2 separate regions of the Sus scrofa genome follow, and region 1 is linked to region 2. The links are chromatin contacts, called in public HiChIP or PLAC-seq maps. All regions are on one chromosome and are shown on one strand. Each heading gives the region's core, a stretch centred on a gene start, on an enhancer-like site or on the middle of the called end of the contact. The rest is flanking DNA. Distances are from core to core; before and after follow the strand shown.

Evidence for each region. HiChIP or PLAC-seq counts read pairs in DNA pulled down with a chosen protein or histone mark.
Region 1: an H3K27ac HiChIP or PLAC-seq map of alveolar macrophages shows a contact between it and region 2. The contact joins the promoter of SDAD1 here to the promoter of NAAA in region 2. A contact is called at or near these places in 2 of 47 Hi-C or Micro-C datasets (embryonic fibroblasts and epiblast stem cells) and 1 of 2 datasets of contacts at active chromatin or transcription factors (alveolar macrophages).

The regions. Positions count from the first base shown.
Region 1 is chr8:71,643,526-71,648,834 of Sscrofa11.1, reverse strand. It overlaps SDAD1 (protein SDA1 homolog), which reads left to right and starts at 1,983. Exons shown (of 22, transcript XM_003129088.4): 1 at 1,983-2,222. The coding sequence starts at 2,133.
Region 2 is chr8:71,601,447-71,606,102 of Sscrofa11.1, reverse strand. NAAA (N-acylethanolamine-hydrolyzing acid amidase) reads left to right here and starts at 2,847. Exons shown (of 11, transcript XM_003129087.4): 1 at 2,847-3,356; 2 at 3,988-4,152. The coding sequence starts at 3,154.

The DNA.
Region 1 (5,309 bases), core at 734-3,233, 44 kb before region 2:
ATACAGACTGTGAGTAAAAGCTTGCCACATGGCCTGAATATTTTATTCATAAGTCACATTTTAGTGACTTAGTACATAAGTACAACATTCATAGTACATAAGCTTATGATTTTGATGGGAATTACATTAAATAATTTCAATATCTTTTGTTTTGAGAATGCTTTTTATCCTCACTGATCCAATCGACCAAATTTTTTAAATTTAAAATCTGAGTGGGCTTTTTAAAAAAAAAGATTTATTGCTTATATTTACACCTTAATAACCTCACAAGTACCTGATTCAATGATTAATAAACAAATAATCATTATCCAAATGTTGCTGAAAAACTCAACGTGGTTTGAACATTATTCTTGATTTTGCTTGTGCCTCCATGTGATTACTAAGTTGTCTTGTTTTTGGCTCATTCCAACGTGGCCACAGATGACCTGGACCAAAGCTGGTGTCTGTGAAATTGCTTATGTTAAGCAGGGAAATACTACTGTCCATCTACTGGTGCCAGACCAGCTTAGCAGCTGACAACTATCAGGCTACTTTTTTCTACAGGCTACAATCAAGACTGCCTGGATTGAACTCTCAGCTTCCTCACCTGCTATGAACTTAGGCAGTCAACATGTCTGTGCCTGTTTCCTCATCTGCAAAGTGCAGATAATTATAGTGCTTATTTTAGAGGGCTGGTCTCAGGATTAAGTACAAGTCAAGTGCTTGGAAGAGTGCTTGACACAGGGTGAGTGATCAAGTGTCTATATTAACAACACCCTATTTCATTAATTCATTCCCCCAGTACTTATCAGTTTCTGCTGTACAGAAGTGACCCGTCATATATAAATATATATATATACACATTCTTTTTCTCACATCATCCATCATGTTCCATCACAAGTGATGAGATACAGCTCCCTGTGCTATACAGCAGGATCTCATTGCTTATCCACTCCAAATGCAGTAATTTGCATCTACTAACCAATAGCTGGTTTTTTAACTTTTTTTTTTTTTTGTCTTTTTAGTGCTGCACTCATTGCATATGAAGATTCCCATGTTAGGGGTCAAATCTGAGCTGGCAGGCCTATGCCAGAGCCACAGCAACGCTGGATCAGAGCTGCCTCTGCGATCTACACCACAGCTCACGCACAGCAAAGCCAGATCCTTCACCCACTGAGTGAGGCCAGGGATTAAAACCCGCTAGTTGGGTTAGTTAACTGCTGAGCCACGACGGGAACTCCAACAGTTGGTTCTTAAATACAAATTCATTTGCATTTTAAATCAATGGATACGACCACATTTTACTCAGACCACCGTTTTCCCTCCTTGTCTGTGTCAGGCTGGGTAGAAACAATTAAAAACAAAACAAAAACAGGTATTTTAAATTATATAGGAAAACTAATTTACACCCCACATTGATATTTTTCCCCTTCTCTAAAATAGGATAGTGCTATCTATTCTCAACGGATATTTTTAGTTTCTAACTTTAAGGCTTTGGGATTTTAAAAAGGAAAAAAAATCTATTCTCATGTCTGTTTCATAAGGAATGTTGGGATAATGAAATAAGTTACTGGGGGAGTTCCCGTCGTGGCGCAGTGGTTAACGAATCCGACTAGGAACCATGAGGTTGCGGGTTCGGTCCCTGCCCTTGCTCAGTGGGTTAACGATCCAGCGTTGCTGTGAGCTGTGGTGTAGGTTGCAGACGCGGCTCGGATCCAGCGTTGCTGTGGCTCTGGCGTAGGCTGGTGGCTGCAGCTCCGATTCAACCCCTAGCCTGGGAACCTCCATATGCCGCGGGAACGGCCCAAGAAATAGCAAAAAAAAAAAAAAAGACACACAAAAAAAAAGTTACTGTGTGAACAAAATATTCGCATTTCAGATTACTTAAACGTTGGCTGGGGCGGGGTGGGGGAAAAGAAATCTTGCATAAATCACAATGGAGCATTTCGGCACTGAGAGCAAGTTTGACACTCTGAGGCTCCCGTAGTCAAGCTCTCTTTAGGAGCCAAGATGGCGCCGCCTGCTGAGCTTCCCATGTGCTGTTTCCGGTCATACACGGAAGCGCGATTCCTGGCGGTAGCTGAGGCGGTAGGCGGTTGCCAGCCGTGTGGGTTCTCTTAAATTGCTCGCTGCGTAGCCAGTCAGCAGCGAACATGTCTAGCAGAAACAATAATAAGCTGCCCAGCAACCTGCCGCAGTTACAGAATCTTATCAAGCGGGACCCGCCGGCCTACATCGAGGAGGTAGGAATGCGGTGCGGGGACGCTAGAGGCCCGGGCGCGGTGGTAGGGACGCTGGCTGGAGGGAGGCGTGGAGCGGAGCTGGGATCCTGATTCGCCTCACGTCCTCTTATCCTCGAAAGGAGGAAAGGGATGAAGGGAGAGACATGTGTTATAGTTCGTTCCTCACTCTTAGAATTCTGCTCCTGCTCGGTAGACCCCGCTGTCACAGAAACACCCTTTAAAAGAACTCATTTTGCTTTAGGGGGAGAGCCAAATGGTCCACCCCCAACCTCTGACTTTCAAGCAAGTTTCTCAGCCTTTTCTTTTCTGAAACCCCTAAATTGAACTTGATGAAACTTAAGTTAGAATGCTTTTCGACCGACGTCTGTTTGCGGGAGCCCGCGCTCTTTGCAGCACTGTGTTGGGAAGCAGAGGGATTCTTGGGTATAAGGGACAGGCCGGGAATTAGCATATCTAGTAAAAACAGAACTCAGTCTCATAGGAAGCTGGCATGACCTGGGCGTCGGAATTTATCTCTAGAATGAAGTTGAAAATTAGATTAGGTTCAGATTGTAAGAGACTTTGTATACCGACCTCATACGAATTGTGAGCATTAAGGGTGTTTGACAAAATGAACGTGGTGGCTTGGCAGGTGCTTTTTCTTTTTTTAAATTTTTTCACTTTAATTAAGGTATATTTGATTTACAGTCTTGTGTCACTTTCTGCTGTTACAGCAGAGTGAGCCAGTCATACATATGTATACATTCCTTTTCTTATATTCCTTCATGGTCTATCCCAAGAAACTGGATATAGTTTCCTGTGCTATTTACTAGGACCTCATTGCTTATCCATTATAAATGTAAAAATGGCAATTGCTTTGTCAGGACACCTATTTGACAGGCATTAAAAAGATTTGCTGCAATTACTTGTCTGTGCTTCTTACTGGAATGTGATTTGTTCAATGGCTGAAACAATTATTCTTTTTTCTTCTTTTTTGGCTGCCCCGTGGCATATGGAGTTCCTGGGCCAGGGATCAAGCCCAGTTGCCACCTCTACAGTTGGGACCTACACTGCGGCAATTCAGGATGCTTAATCCACTGTGCCAGGCTGGGGCCGGAGACTGCGCCTCAGGTCTTCAGAGACTCAGACAATCCCATTGTGCCACACCAGGACCACAGTCATTCATCTTTTGATCGACCTTCTCCTCCATATTTTCACATACAAATATTTATGTCAATGCTTTTTTTTTGTCTTTTTTTTTTTTTTTTTAGGGCTGCACCCTCAGCATATGGAGGTTCCCAGGTTAGAGGTCAAATTGGAGCTACAGCTGCCAGCCTCCGCCACAGCAACGCCAGATCCAAGCCACATCTGTGACCTACACCACAGCTTACAACAACACTGGATCCTTAACCTCCTGAGGGAGCCCAGGGATCGAACCCTGCGTCCTCATGATTCCTAGTTGGGTTCGTTAACTGCTGAGCCATGAAGGGAACTCCATAATTTCTAAGCACCCAGGATAGAGTGATAAATAAGATACGAGAGCCTTCTTCTCTTGGACTTACATTCTAATGATGGTAGACATAGTGATAAGAATTATGAAGAAAGTAGAACTGGGTAGGAATACATTAGAATTGGAGGCTGTCTCTTTGGCTCCCTTGAACAGAGATAGCTTCTCTGCTGTGATGATATTGAGACAGATCAAGAGCATTCTAGATGGGGGAACAGGAAGTGGAGCAACTGTTGGTGGAAAAGAAGTTGAGAGGCCACCATTGTAGCTAAAATATGGTAAACACAGAAAAGGACAGTGTAAGATACATGGGAAATGCAAACAGAGTCGGATCATGTGGGGGCCTTTTTTTTTTCTTCCTTTTTTTGCTTTTTAGGGCCACCCCTGAGACATATGGAAATTCCCAGGCTGGGGGTTGAGTTTGAACTGCAAATGCCAGCCTACACCATAGCCACAGCAACTCAGGATCCAAGCTGCATCTGTCACCTACACCATAGCTCACGGCAATGCCAGATCCCTAACCCACTGAGCGAGGCCAGGGATCAAACCCACAACCTCATGGATATTAGTTGGTTATCCCACTGAGTCAAAACAGGAACTCAAGGCGGAGGCTTTTAAAACATGGTAAGGTTAAGATTTTACTTAAGGGAGCCATTGAAGAGTTTTAAGCAAAGGTATAATCTGATTTATCTTAAGATTTACTCTCAAGGTGAATGATAGAATGAATTGTAGAGCAGCAAGACTGGAAGCAGGGTAACTGGTATAATGGCTGTTGGAATAGCTGAGGCGAGGTGTGGCGATGCCACTCAAATTACCAACATAAGTGGAGAGAAGTGAACAGACTGGGACTACATGAAAATAGAGGTAGTAGGACTTCCTGCTGGAGTGGATATGGGGGATAAGGAAAAAGGAAGGAAGGCAGGATGGGGAGGTCTTTTTAATTCTGCATATAGGTATGTGGCAGATATTAATACCTGTTACGTGTGAGGCACTGGGCTAAGGTAGTGAGCTGTACAGATAAAAACACATTCTCATTAAGTTACATTCTATCATCTAGGGGAAGAAATGGGATAATACAAAGAAATACTCATTCTCTTAGTGAGTGTCTCTCCCCCTCTCCCTCCCCTGCCCCTCCCTCTGTCTCTCTCACACGCTCACAGACACACACACACACTTTAAAGCCGTGGGTTAGGCTTGAAGAGTGGATATAGGGCATGGAGCTGAGGCCTGCTGAGTTCCAACATCAGATTGTTGGGATGTTGTTAGGAGTAAACATAATTAAATGAGATGATATACATGATGAATTTGGTACACAGCAAGTGCTGAATAAGTGGGGCTGTAATTATTTTTGTGTGTCTGTTGCTTTTGCCTGTTAATACATCTAAAACTCCAGGATAAAATCTTTATTATTATTTAAAATAAGAGGGGAATTTGACTGAAGAGCTTTGTGTACTTGAGATATAATTTATGTTTTCTGACCCACTATTTTTCTGCAGCTGTCAGTGCTCTGTGTACAAGACAATAGAGTAGGGGTTATTCAGGTAGTAGATGGCCGGTATAGAGCCCCATCTAAGTGGTTTTTTTTTTTTTTTTTTTTTTTT
Region 2 (4,656 bases), core at 1,598-4,097:
AGCCACAGCAACGCGGGATCTGAGCCGTGTCTGCAACCTACACCACAGCTCACGGCAACACCGGATCCTTAACCCACTGAGCAAGGGCAGGGATCGAACCCACAACCTCATGGTTCCCAGTCGGATTTATTAACCACTGAGCCACGATAGGAACTCCTAATCTTTGTTTTAAGGTGTCCCGTAATGTGTGTATAATGTTTTAGTAGTAGAGGAATAGATTATATGAAATTATTTTTCGTTAAGCTTAATTGTAAAAAACACCTGTTTTACCACACCTTAGATTTGGTAATAACCCAATACATTTTTACTATGGTTGTTTTAAAAAATTCCATATTTGCTTTACATTTTTATCTTTTTAATAACACTCTTGAAATAATGCATGCACATCTCTTTGAACACAGCTAATTGCTTCTTTGTTGATTCTCTCAATGTACCTATGGCTTAAGAACACATCTGCTGTTATTCAGGCTTTACAAATAAGCAAATTAAGACCTGGGTCTAAAGTTAAATTTTATAGAAAGATCAAGAAGAAATGGGGATTGGAGTTCCCGTCGTGGCTCAGTGGTTAACGAATCCGACTAGGAACCATGAGGTTGCATGTTCCATCCCTGGCCTTGCTCAGTGGGTTAAGGATTTGGCGTTGCCGTGAGCTGTGGTGTAAGTCACAGATGCGGCTTGGATCTGGCGTTGCTGTGGCTGTGGTATAGGCCAGCGGCTACAGCTCCGATTAGACCCCTAGCCTGGGAACCTCCATATGCCGTGGGAGCGGCCCGAGAAATGGCAAAAAGACAAAAAAAAGAAAGAAATGGGGATAGAGGCTTGACACTTTAGCCCAGTGACATGTAGGCCACAAAAAAGGAAAAAATCAGTGAAATCTAAAATATGACAGAGTTGGAGTTCCTGTTGTGGTTCAGTGGTTAATGAATCTGACTAGGAACCATGAGGTTGCGGGTTCAATCCATGGCCTTGCTCAGTGGGTTAAGGATCTGGTGTTGCCGTGAGCTGTAGTGTAGGTTGTAGACACGGCTCAGATCCTGCATTGCTGTGGCTCTGGCGTAGGCTGGAGGTTACAGCTCCGATTCAACCCCTAGACTGGGAAACCTCCATATGCCGTGGCAGCGGCCCTAGAAAAGGCAAAAAGACAATATATATATATATATATATATATATAATATATATATACACACACACATGACAGAGTTCCCTGGTGGCCTAGCAGTTAAGGACATGACATTGTCACTGCTGTGGCATAGGTTCGATCCCTGGCCTGGGAACTTCTGCATGTCTGCCAGTGTGGCCAAAAATAATAATAAAAAGCAAAATAAAATATGACACAAACGAACCTATCTACAAAATGAACAGACTTACAGACATACAGAACAGACTTGTGGTTGCCAAAGGGGAAGGGAGTGCGATGGACTGGGAGTTTGGGGTTAGTAGATGCAAACTATTACATTTAGAATGGATAAACAACAAGGTCCTCTTGTATAGCACAGGGAACTATATTCAATATCCTGTGACAAACCATAATGGAAAAGAATATTTTTTAAAAGAATGTGTATATGTATAACTGAATCACTTTGCTGTACAGTAGAAATTAACACGACATTGTAAATCAACTAAACTTCGATTTAAAATAACAGGAAAATCATGTGATAGACTATGATGGAAGATAATATGAGAAAAAAAATGTATCTATGTGTGACTGGGTCACTTTGCTGTACAGCCGAAACTGCCATAACATTGTAAATCAACTATACTTAAAAATGTTTTTAGGAGTTCCCGTCGTGGCTCAGTGGTTAACTAATCCAACTAGGAACCCTGAGGTTGTGGGTTCGATCCCTGGTCTCGCTCAGTGGGTTAAAGATCTGGCATTGATAGAGTTCCCGTCGTGGTGCAGTGGTTAACGAATCCGACTAGGAACCATGAGGTTGCGGGTTCGGTCCCTGCCCTTGATCAGTGGGTTAACGATCCGGCGTTAGCCGTGAGCTGTGGTGTAGGTTGCAGATGCGGCTCGGATCCCGCGTTGCTGTAAGCTGTGGTATAGGTCACAGACGTGGCTTGGATCTGGAGTTGCTGTGGCTCTGGTGTAGGCCAGAGGCTATAGCTCTGATTAGACCCCTAGACTGGGACCCTTCATATACCGTAGGAGCGTCCCTAGAAAAGACAAAAAAAAAAAAAAGTATTTAAATAGGAAAAAATCAGAGATAATGATAATGTATTCTAGTGGTTGGGGGTGGGGATGAGGAACTGAAAAGAGAACTTTCCAAGTTTCCTCTACATATTTTAACACACACTCAGCCATGCTAACCATTAAAGAAGGTCTCAGCCTAAGTCTGGTAACTTTCCTAATACTTAACACGTTTGCCTGCCATATAAGAAAAGCAAAAAGCTGATGTTTCAGGTTAAAGGCTGTGAAGGTGCAGTTTGGATTCTGACAGCCTGACTGTGAGGCTAGTTCACCGGCTGTGACCTCGAAGAAATTATGTAACATTCCTTCCTCATCAGGAAAATGGGGACTTGTGAGCCGAATCTATTTGTTGGCTTGTTTTGATGGTTAAATGAGAAAGTGGGTGAAAACACTTGGTACGTAAATATTGGCTTTTTGACTTTTTAAAAGAGACCGAAAAGAAGTGCGAGTGTTGAGCTGAAAAAGCTCTCCTTCCCCTTTAAAATCCAGATAAACCTCTGAAGAATTTAAATAAGAGCAAATGAGTTTCGGGTGGAGTGTCCTTTTCTACCACAGTAGGTCCGTCCTGGTTCCCTCTTTGCAGCTGAAAATCATTTGTTAAACCCCCTCCAGGCCGCCGTTTGCAAGCTCGCGGACCACGTGGGTGGGGTGGGGCGGGGACTCGGGGGGGGTGGGGGGGAAGCAGGCGGCTGTACTTAGTTCGCAGCGCCCCGGGATCCCAGGCGGGTTAGGACTCGTGGCTGTGGTGGGGGTGCGGTGGATGAAGGCCCTGGGGCGGGAAGCGCGGATGCCTGGAGCGGTAGGCGGCTCTTCTCGTGATTCCAGGTCCGGGGAGACTTAGCCCGTCGAGCCGCTCGCGGACTCCGCCTCCAGCACCGCCACCCTCGGCTCCGCCTCCTCCTCGAGCGCTTATTCCAGGCACTGGCAGGGGCCACAAGGGTCCAGGTGTGGCTGCTCGAGCTATGAGGGCTGAGGCCCCTGGTGCGCGCCCGGCGCTGGCACTGCTGCTGCTGTTGGCCGGGGCCAGGGTATCGGCCGCCGACTCGCCCACCGCCCCGCCGCTCTTCAACGTGAGTCTGGACGCGGCCCCGGAGCTGCGCTGGCTCCCGGTGCTGCGGCACTTTGATAAGGACTTGCTGCGTGCCGCGCTGGCCCAGATTGTCTGGTGAGAGAGGCCAAGGGGCGGGGATTTGCGGGGACACCGGCTGCGGGAGGTGGAGTGAGGGAAAGCCCAGACGCCTACTGCCCAATGTGCTTCAGTCCGAGACTCTTGCCTCCTTTCCTCCCTCTGTGACAGCCTTGTCCTGCACCCCATCCCCTTCATCCCCAGCATTTGGAGTGTGCAGGGGTGGCGGGGATCAGAACGGGCATTTGCTACTGCTTTAGGCAGCGTCGATGTTGGGGATGATCCGGTGCAGCTGCTTTGACTTTCAAGTTCAGTGTCACCAGTGGCACACCCGTCCACCAGCCATTCTGGATCAGAGTGGTGCTCAGTCGCCCCAGCTGTGTTGTGGGCTGCTCAGCTACCGAGTAGGGGGCGCAGCCCATCCACTCCTAGCGGGTCTCCTGAGCCCCTAAGCCCGCTCCTTTGGGGATCACTCTCTCTCTCTCTGAGTGTTCTTTTCTCTTCTGGACTCTGAGTTTTGGAATGTCTACTTTCTGGGGAAGGGAGACACCTGGAACTCATCCTTAAGGATGAGAGCTTTAGGAACCCCTTACCGCCCTTCCCCCCCCCCAACACTCGCATTTCCCTTCGCCTCTAAGCAGATCAAACACCTTCGTTGTTGTTCTTCTAGGGATAATGTCCCCGAGTGGGTCCTCACACTGATCCGAAAGGCGGTCTGGGAGCTGGAGTTCTTCCTGCCCCAGCCCTTCATCGACGAGATCCGCGGGATGTGCGACGCCCTGGACTTCAGCCTGGGCGACTGCATCCTCCTCAACCTGGCCTACGAGTCCACCGCGTGAGTGCCCCCGCGCTGGCGCGGATTAACTTGAGACTTGGCAGGGATTCCTGCCACCCCTGAGTGGGAGAGATAGGTGTTCAGTGTGAGGAAATCCGGGTGGTGACAGGGCTCCCCAGAAAGCTCTAGTGCTTCCTCTTTGCTTCTCTGAGCAGCTTATGAGCTTAGAAAATGAAAGCAGTTTCCCTGACCTCCATCCTGACCTGTGCCTCTTCCTGAATCCCCCTTTCTCCTTGCACCAACCCGGGTAGCAGCCCACTTTCAAATCTCTGCTCCATACATACTTTTGCGGGACGTTTCTGGAACTAAGCTCACTCTCCGCTGGGCCTTCTATTTAACCCAGTGACCCTCCAGCCTTATAAGGCAGGGAGTTGTCCCCCGGTGTTTGTCCCGCCCATGTTCCTCAGGGCTAGCGATCCCAACCGCTCTTCCTGAGCCTGTTCCTTCCAAGGCTGGCGTCCCAGGCTACACTGTTCTGGCTGATAGATAGGACCAGCCAGGGTT